Regions from separate parts of the Mus musculus genome. Here regions 2 and 3 are each linked to region 1. The links are chromatin contacts, called in public HiChIP or PLAC-seq and Micro-C maps. All regions are on one chromosome and are shown on one strand. The core of a region is the stretch at or near the end of the contact, and the rest is flanking DNA. Distances in the headings are between cores, read along the strand shown.

Region 1 (2,876 bases), core at 243-2,742:
ACACAATAATGGCATCAAACCCAGATACGATTTGCTATCCCTGCAACGTTCGTGGTAAGACTTATTCTGGTAGAGATAAGACATCAGGACCCCAGCATCGCAGTTAACTATTCCGAAGCAACCGCTACCTTCGGTTCGCATCCTCCAAGACTTAGGCTCCTACTGATTAGGTAAACAGCGCTGGGAACTGAGGGAGAGCCCCTGCTGGTGGTAAAAGGGGTCCTGGCTTCTAGAGAACGCAGGGAAGCCGAGAGTGTCGAGCAGGTCAAAGGACGGTCCAAGGGTGTAGGTATCAAGGCCAGAGCTGGGGATGAGGGATGGGATCAGAGAGGAGCTGGATCTTCGAATGCGAGATTAGAGTGATGCTCCACCTCGGGTAAGATAGTCAGCTCAGAGTCCCGAGATAGGAAGCCCTTTCTAAGGCATCCCACCTCTCTCCATCCTCCCCAGCCATTAAAAGACAGTGGGTGGGCTGCCGGAGGAGATAAGCGCAGGGGAAGACAGAGATTCAGTGGCTCCTACGGATTGGGGGAGGTGGGGACTCTGGGGGAAGGGGCCCCCAGAAGCCAAGGGACCTAGTTGAGGAAAAAACCCGGAAGCTGGATCGCAGTTTCGGAGCTCCGTCTTCCAGTGGGAGTAGACCGTCCGCTCTGGTCCTCTTTCTCACCCAGGCTCTGCTTCAGCCTCAAGGGAGGGTATTCTCCCAAGGGACATCCCATCCCCTTTACTATAACCAAATCTTTCCGCTCCTTCCGCAGTCCGGGCGGACTCTCCGCATCCTCACCTTCCTCATCAACATCCGGAGGCTTAGATGTCCCTTTAGTGGACGTTGAAAGCGGGGCTCTGAGCAAGAGTAAAATTAGAAAGGAGGTGCATCTATGCGTGTATATATGGACACAAAAATGTAGTTTCCTCTGGTGAGGGGGACCAGAGTCTTGCACAGGATTCTTGGATCCAGAATCCAAGCAAGATGATGTCAAACCGCTCAAATCGGGCCTCTTCACAGCTCTGGCTGCCCCATGACCGGTCAACCTAGGGGAGAGCCGCGTTCCCAACCGAAGGAAAAGCAGGGTAAACTTCCTACTTCCCCCCAAACCGTTATTTTGTAAAAGGAGTGGCACGGTGACCCACCCTGCTCGCAAACCGGAAGCAACAATTGCGAACTCAACCCGCCTCTCTTCACTCTCTTTCATCCAAATCTGGGGTAGCCGGAGTCCGGGAAAGAAGGGCGGGGAGCTCCAGCTAGCACCCTTTTCCCGAGACCCGGCCCGGGCTCCGGGCTCCGGGTGTTTCATCCGCCTGCGTTCCAATGAACCAAGGAGCGGAGGGAGGCGCTTGGTCGTAGGCGTAGCCTAGGCAGGGCGGGCACTAGAGACGCACATTCCTGGCGCTACCCATTGGCTGTCCATGCGATCACGGGGAGGAGGCGTGGCCCCGAGGCGGGCTCCGGTCCCGCCCCCGCTCGGAACCCAGCCCAGGATCGCGGTCCTTCCCCCTCGCCCCCCAGCTGCACAGACATGACACAGACACACAGTCACTGCAGCTGCCGAACGAGCCCGACGCTCTAAGCACGCGGCGGCGGCTGGACTAGCCTGGAGCTCCAACACCAGCGCCCGCCAGCGCGCTCCCACGCCGGTCCCCGCACAGCGATTCTCTCCCGGCCCCGCGCGGGAAGCGGGGATCGCGCGCCTGTCCGTTCGCGGCTCCAGGCTGCCCACAGCGTCTGCAGCGGACGAGCGGCTCCAAACCTGAGCGCTCCGGGAAGCCGGCGCGTCTCCAAGGTGGCGGCGGGGGCTGCCCGCCCGGGCTCCCCGCACCCATCGGGCTGCGTCCCGCTCGCGGCGCCCCGGCGGCCGTGACCTTCCAAGGAGCATCTATCCCGGCCCCGCGCCCCCGGTCCCGCGCCCCAGGCCCGGGCGAGGCCCTCTTCAGCGCCCGCTTCTCGCGGAGCCGCGGGCGGGCGGCGCAGGCCCGGGGGGTGGGGGGGAGGGTCACCGCAAGCAGCTACGGTCGGTCCCAGTGCTCGTTCGCCACGCTGGTCTCTCGGTCCGGCTGAGCTGCCTCCAGCCTCCTGCCTCCTGCCTCGCCTCTTCTCCGTGGCTGGGGCTGCCGGTGTACTTGCCTGGCCGGGCCGGTTGCGGGCAGGCCCTGCCCTGAAGGGGTTAAGCGGTCAGGGGCGCGGAAGGTGAAGCCGGCAGAGCTGCGGCTCCCCGTTTCTTCCTGGCGCTGGTTTCCCGGATCCAACCCAGGGCGGCCCCCAGGCCCTTGCCCATGCGAGGCGCCCAGGGCTTGGAAGAGTCCTTCTGGCGTAGAGCAGCTCTCGGCAGCCGCCTCGGAGGAGGAGAAAGAAGGGAGAGTGCTCAGTCCCGGCAAGGCGGACCTTTCCTATTGATATTTGGAGCCCAAGGCTGTCCCGAAGTCTGTGCTTGGCACCGTCGGTCGGTCGGGTTAGAACAGCTCCAGCTGGGATCTCCACCAGGACCCACTGCACTTAGTAGGCGTCAGTGGCACCACGCGGTTCAGCTCTTTCGGAGTGTACCTCTGCCTGGATGTAGTCAAGGCCAAGGTAAGAGCCCTGATGTGCGAGAGAACCATCGTGGGAACGCTTTAGTGAGCAATGCTGGACAACTTATCCAAACCTGTGGCTGGTACCCGGTGTGCTTAGGATGCTAGTAAAAAGGATGGGCACACCGTTTCTGACTTGGCTTTGAGTCCCGGAAAAGCAGGAGGTGGAAGACCCCAATCTCTAGTGTCCCCAGGATCTGTCTCAGGGCCTGACATGCTCTTAGGTGTACAAGATATTGATAGGCAAGAGCGAGTTGGTGTGTGTGTGTAGGGGGCAGGTTCTTAGTAACACCTGGAGGTATTGTTTTCCC
Region 2 (2,876 bases), core at 116-2,615, 1.1 Mb before region 1:
AGTGGCCTTCAAATCTGTATTTTACTCAAAATCTGAGTTTTGCAGGTCATTTACACAAACTCCCTCAGTCCTTAGTGTGTTTATTCCTGTGGAAGTCAGAACTAACCAACCCCATAATTAGACAAGATTATTGCTAGTTTTTCCATCACCTGATTTGGTGTGATGGAAAACTAGAAAACAACATTTCATGCTCCAGTTGGTACTGGCTGAATACCTGGGCTCACAATTTGGAAGTACTGTGCTCTCAGCCAGGCAGCTTTTCTCAGTACCACATGCTTACTGGGAACTTCCAAGCATTGTTGGGATGATCAGTTTCTGTAATCTCCAGCAGCATTACAAGCAGCCAATTAACATTAGTAGTTATTATTATGTCAAAATATTGGTTATTAACCACTTTATCAATGGACAGCTTGGACTGTTTCATTCTTTTCTTGTGAGATGGTCTCTGCCTTCTAATAAACAGATCTTCACCTTCAACCTGTGATCCACAGATAAAGAAAGGTCTCTTCTCCTCTGTGTCAATGACAGTTAGGCTGTTCTTTTGGGATATTGATGGGAAAATGCACCCCCGTCCCTGAGTTCTCTCTACACCTGTGTCTATGGCCAACTGCCTCTTCATCTCCTCTTGACAAGAGATAGGACCTATTTTTCTGTTGTTTGAATCCAGGCTGGCCATCAGACTCAGCTTTTTCTATTTCCACTATATTCTGGGAATATTGCCATCACTGCCTTACAAGCCCAGGAAACCCTCCTGCATTGGTAGCAAGCCAATGTCCAAACAATGTGAATGAAAGTTTTGTAGATCGCCAATCCCCAGTGACTCACCACAGGACCAAGACATGAAGGGAAAACCAGCTAAGCACAGCCCAAACAGACTTCTAGACTTGTAAGATGAACAAACAAACAAACAAACAAACAAACAAACACACGCTGTTTACTATCTCTTTGTCCCTCATGTTTGGAGCTGTTTGTTATGTTGTGTTGTTGTGCCTGTGGATAACTGATACATGTTTGGGCTTGTTGTGGTTGCACTCAGTATGTATCACACTGGAAAACAAAATTCAATTTATTCAATACCATAAGTATTGTACTCCTCTGTCCCATTGCCCAGCAAACCCTCAACTTATAATCTTTGTCCTTATCTCTCTTGTGCTCTGCTCCTAAGCTCAAAGTGATTTCCTCACCTTCCATTTTTTTTTTCCCTGCCACCTCCTCGGTAAGACTGTGGGAATCTTAGCATAGCCCTGAGGCTTTCTTGCTGCTGCTCTCAATTTCAAAGGACATTTGATTCTGGCACAGCCACACAGTGCTGGGCTTAATGACATCTTAGTGCTCCCACTAGAAAAAGCCCAGCTTTTTCCAAGGGTATATAACTTAGCTATATATGATCCACTCCAGGGTAAAACTGAGCAAACAAGTCCTACCACCCAAAGGCGGTTTTGGGTTTTAAATTATGAAATAAATCATCCTGAACTTTTATGTTTTCTTGGGGGTTTGTTTTTGTTTTTCTCTCTTGGCTCCAAACTTCCACAGTAGCTTTCCACTTTGAGATTATTTATTACTTGCTTCTCTTCTCCCTTTGAGTGTATTTGTTTTGTAGAAAGACAAATCACCCCTTACCCTGGAACCTGAAATCTTGTGCCAGGTGGAGCATATGGGCTGGGAAAGGGTCAAAAGTAAAGCAGTGGGGGGTGAGGAGCATGGGGGGTTAAGCATCACTCAGTCGGTGGGCTAAGAGCTCAGCTGCTAGAGGAAGGAAAAGATTCTCAAGCCATGCTAGTTCCTGGACATGGCTTAAAATCAAAATTTCTTGCTGTTCAAGTCCTGGCGTGAGCTTCCCTGCTTTTCCTATGAGACACAGATCTTGGTTCACTGAAGACTCTGTAAACAGTCTTCTTACTCTGAAGACCCATGTCCATAAAGCTTTACTGCATGAGCTATACCATAAAAATTAGAGATTTCATTGCTATGGAGGTTGTAAAGATATTTTAATGCTGTGGTTTCCAACTGGAGGTCAGGCATTGCTTGGAACCTACAAATATCTTTTTAAAAGGGGATTCTCACAGCCTTGAATGATTTAGGATTATCTATTGAACATATAGATCTAGTTTCTCACAAATTCATGGTTGTTATTTGATACATGTGCATAGTCACCAGATGTTGTTTTGAATAATGATTTGAAAGCATCTCTAAGGACATCATATATTTTGCTCATTACACTTGGTTCAATATTAAATACAGCAATTTATTATGAGGGAGGAGCTTCATTTTATTTTATTTTTATTTTTAGGTTATGAAGGAGCCTTTGTACATGTAACCTACTGGAAACAATGTCCAGATATGAAGGGTGTCAGGAAGCCTGGGTATTCCAATTAGGCTTGCCTAATGCTCGTGGGATTGGATGTTTTCCTACTGAAGATGTTGTCTAGGTTTATACATGGGGCTTAAGAAGGCTACAAAGGCTGTAAGTATGAAAACCATAACAAAATAGTCAGTGGCAGGTTTCTGACTGACTGGGAGTTCCAGCCTCTAACTATGCAGTAATTATATTGAGTGGCAATCTTGCTACTCATTAGAAGTTACCCACAGGTTATGCTTAATGTTGTTTTTCAGTTTGGTAGATTTAGAATCACCTAGGAAACAACCATTTGGTTTTGCCTGTGAGGGCTTTCTGTAGAGATTTAACTGAGAAAGGAAGGCTTAACCCTGAACATGAGTGGTACCACCCCTCTTGCTGCTATCCTGGATGAATGTAAAGGTGAAAGCTTTTGATGCTCAAGCTTTCTTTTCCGTGTGCTTCCTAATTGTAGCTGTCTCATGTCCCTGTGGCCAGACCTGCTCTGCCTTGATGGACTGTGTCTCCTCAAACCATGAGT
Region 3 (2,876 bases), core at 256-2,755, 1.1 Mb after region 1:
AATCCCAGGTAACAGCCAGGTGCTTACCAGGTGGTGGTGGCAAATACCTTAATCCCAGCACCTGGGAGGCAGAGGCAGGTCAGTCTCTAAATTCAAGGCCAGCCTGGTCTACAGAGTGAGTTCCAGGACAGCCAGAGCTACACAGAGAAAACTTGTCTCATAAAACCAAGAGAGGGAAAAAGTCAGATTCTGCTGGGAAGTACAGACAGGCAGATCCATGCGTTTTAACGGTTCAGGCAGCCTAGCTCAATCAGTCTAGTGACCCGAGTTCGATAACAAGAGCCCATGTAAGAGTAGCAGGGGTCTCCTTCCTCCACACACCCGCAGAAACACACAAATGAAGATTTCTTTCTCAGATAACGCTGGGCAAGATGCCAGGGTCCTGTTTCTGTGCAGGGCCTTCATGTCTCAGCAGTCTTTGTTATTCCCAGTCAGGATAGCTCTCCCTGATTCTTCAGTTGCAGCTGCTAGTCCATTATGAAGACATGGCCCCAATAGGTATTCATCTATTTCTGTTTTTTCCAAGTGACTAAGTTGAGCTATGACAGATTAGGCTAACCCACGGTGGCCCTGGGCTTAGCACCTGCCTGGCGAGGATGCTTCCAGGCCGCTACTTCCCAGTAATCAGTGTGACTCTAGGCACTGTTTCCCCCTCTAAAACCACACTTTTGTTTGTTTTTGTTTTTCGAGGCAGGGTTTCTCTGTATAGCCCTGTCTGTCCTGGAACTCACTTTGTAGACCAGGCTGGCCTCGAACTCAGAAATCCGCCTGACTGCCTCCCGAGTGCTGGGATTAAAGGCGTGCGCCACCACGCCCTTCTTAAAACCACACTTTTATCATCCGCTTCTCTTAATGTCATAGGAAGCTCAGTGGCTCTAGGGAACGCTGAAGCCTGTGGAGCGAGGGACCGACCTAAGGCCATAGTTCCCGCCACGCCTCTGGCCAAGGGTCGCACGGTCCCCGGGGCGCAGGGTCCTGCTACAGGAGTTCGCAGGAGAAGCTAGAGTCCGGTACCCAGGCGAACAAAAAGGGAAAGGGGCAAAGCGGACAGTTACCTAGCAACCGCAGCCCACCAAGTTGGCTAGCAATGGGGCGGGACTCGCGGAAAGACCACCGCCCATTTCCTAGTAACTTGGTAGGGCTGGCAAGTGAGGCTGCCCCGCCTGCCTGACGCCCTAGCTGGGCTGGTCGGCCAGTTGCCTAGCAACAGGGTGGGTCCTGACAGGGCGAGGGCCCGTTGGTTGCCTGGCAACGCGGAGGGTGGCGAACCCTTCAGTACCTTGCCCTTCAGATCCAGTACGTAGACGGCGCTGGCGGACATGGCGGCTTTGGAAGGTCTCGGCAGTAGCCGAGGGCGGCGGCAACGGCAGGAACTGCGGGCGTTCAGCAAGGCCCGGCGCGCCCCGAGACACTTCCCCTCCACTTCCGGTCCATGAAGCAGCGCGTGGACCGTTATGTCCGGTCTGAAGGGAGCCGCAAGTGCGCAGGCGCGTAACTGAGTGCAAGCGCAGTAGGAACTTTTTGGCAGTATTTTTCACCCATAGCTCAAACGGGCCGGAAGTCAGGGGGCGTGGCCTTCCTGAAGAGCGGGGCCTGGAGGACCAGGGCGGGGCAGCTTTGTCATTACTCCTTGTACCTGAAGGACTAGCTGTGGAATGAAGGTGGACGCTTCCAAGCCTGTTGCTGTGAGAAGACGCTGAAAGCGGAACCGATTTGGAGTTGAGCCTTTTTTTTTCTTTTTCTTTTTTTGTTTTTTCGAGACAGCCTTGCTTTCTGCAGAAGTCAAGTAAACTAATATCCCGTCACTGACTGTGACTCGCCGTTAGGTGGCGCTTAAAGGAAGTCAGTCTCCCAATGGCAATCCAGCCTTATCAGCAATCACTTGTCACTGTCAACCTCTCAACTGACTGGGCTTCACCCGTCTTGCCCCAGTGAACCCAGGGTAGCACGTGTGTAACTTAGCCTGTGCCTAATTCACAGTAAGGCTGAGCCGGGCGTGGTAGCTAGCGCACGCCTTTAATCCCAGCACTCTGGAAGCAGAGACAGGCGGATTTCTGAGTTCGAGGCCAGCTTGGTCTACAAAGTGAATTCCAGGACAGCCAGGACTATACAGAGAAACCCTGTCTCAAAAAAACAAAACCAAAGTAAGGCTGATTAAATTTTAATTCTGCCATTCTTCTTTTTTCGAGACAGGGTTTCTCTGTATAGTCCTGGCTGTCCTGGAACTCACTTTGTAGACCAGGCTGGCCTTGAACTCAGAAATAAACCTGCCTCTGCTTCCCAAGTGCTGGGATTAAAGGCGTGCGCCACCACCGCCCGGCAAATTCTGCCATTCTTAACCACCTTTCTGCCACCGAGAGATCAAAGGAGCCCATCAACACTCCTCCCCGCCCCAAGGGCTTTTTTTTGTTTTTTACTTTGTGTGGTTTTTTACTTGTGTGACACATAGTGAAAGATTCCCGAAGGGAGACCCTTACTCAGACACTTAAGTCCCGGGACAGCCGCGTACCCAAGAAGACACTGAGACCATACATAAAATGTAGAAGGTAAGATTTAATAAAGCAGCGACATGAAAGCACACAGACCAGAGCTCTGGGGTCGAAATAAAGCAGCAACATGAAAGCACACAGAGCTCTGGGGTCGAAACTCATACACCTTAGCACAGGGTAGAGGAGTCTCGACAGTCAGCCAAAATTTTTCACAGGCTTATATAGTAAAACTCAAAGGGGGAGAACTGGGCAGGAAAAGTACAAGTTTACATCACTAGGGAGTTCTGCCAAAGGAATCTAGGTAACTAAGGAGTCATGTCCTATCAAGGAATCTACGTCAGGAGGCCTTTATCTCAAAAATGTTCTTGGAACAGTTTTTTCGAACTT

Evidence for each region. A called contact is a pair of places that touch in the nucleus more often than the background predicts. HiChIP or PLAC-seq counts read pairs in DNA pulled down with a chosen protein or histone mark.
Region 2: a contact with region 1 is called in an H3K4me3 HiChIP or PLAC-seq map of neural tube, with 9 times the contacts expected there. The contact joins the enhancer-like site here to the promoter of Large1 in region 1. A contact is called at or near these places in 11 of 39 promoter capture datasets (3T3-L1-derived adipocytes, the C10 cell line, cranial neural crest and 7 more), 7 of 115 datasets of contacts at active chromatin or transcription factors (VIP interneurons, embryonic limb bud, embryonic stem cells and 3 more) and 1 of 9 other capture datasets (embryonic stem cells).
Region 3: a Micro-C map of embryonic stem cells shows a contact between it and region 1, with 6 times the contacts expected there. The contact joins the promoter of Ap1m1 here to the promoter of Large1 in region 1.

The regions. Positions count from the first base shown.
Region 1 is chr8:73,352,156-73,355,031 of GRCm38.p6, reverse strand. It overlaps Large1 (LARGE xylosyl- and glucuronyltransferase 1), which reads left to right and starts at 1,492. Exons shown (of 15, transcript NM_010687.2): 1 at 1,492-2,566.
Region 2 is chr8:74,499,405-74,502,280 of GRCm38.p6, reverse strand. No RefSeq gene overlaps it. Among named protein-coding and RNA genes, the nearest start is that of Isx, 370 kb to the left of the region's middle. Within about 2 kb of position 1,365, at least 6 of the 459 cell types and tissues checked have an H3K27ac peak or open chromatin away from gene starts, as enhancers often do. A contact at or near this core is called in neural tube, where this site is marked.
Region 3 is chr8:72,238,647-72,241,522 of GRCm38.p6, reverse strand. It overlaps Ap1m1 (adaptor-related protein complex AP-1, mu subunit 1), which reads right to left and starts at 1,505. Exons shown (of 12, transcript NM_007456.5): 1 at 1,280-1,505. The coding sequence starts at 1,321.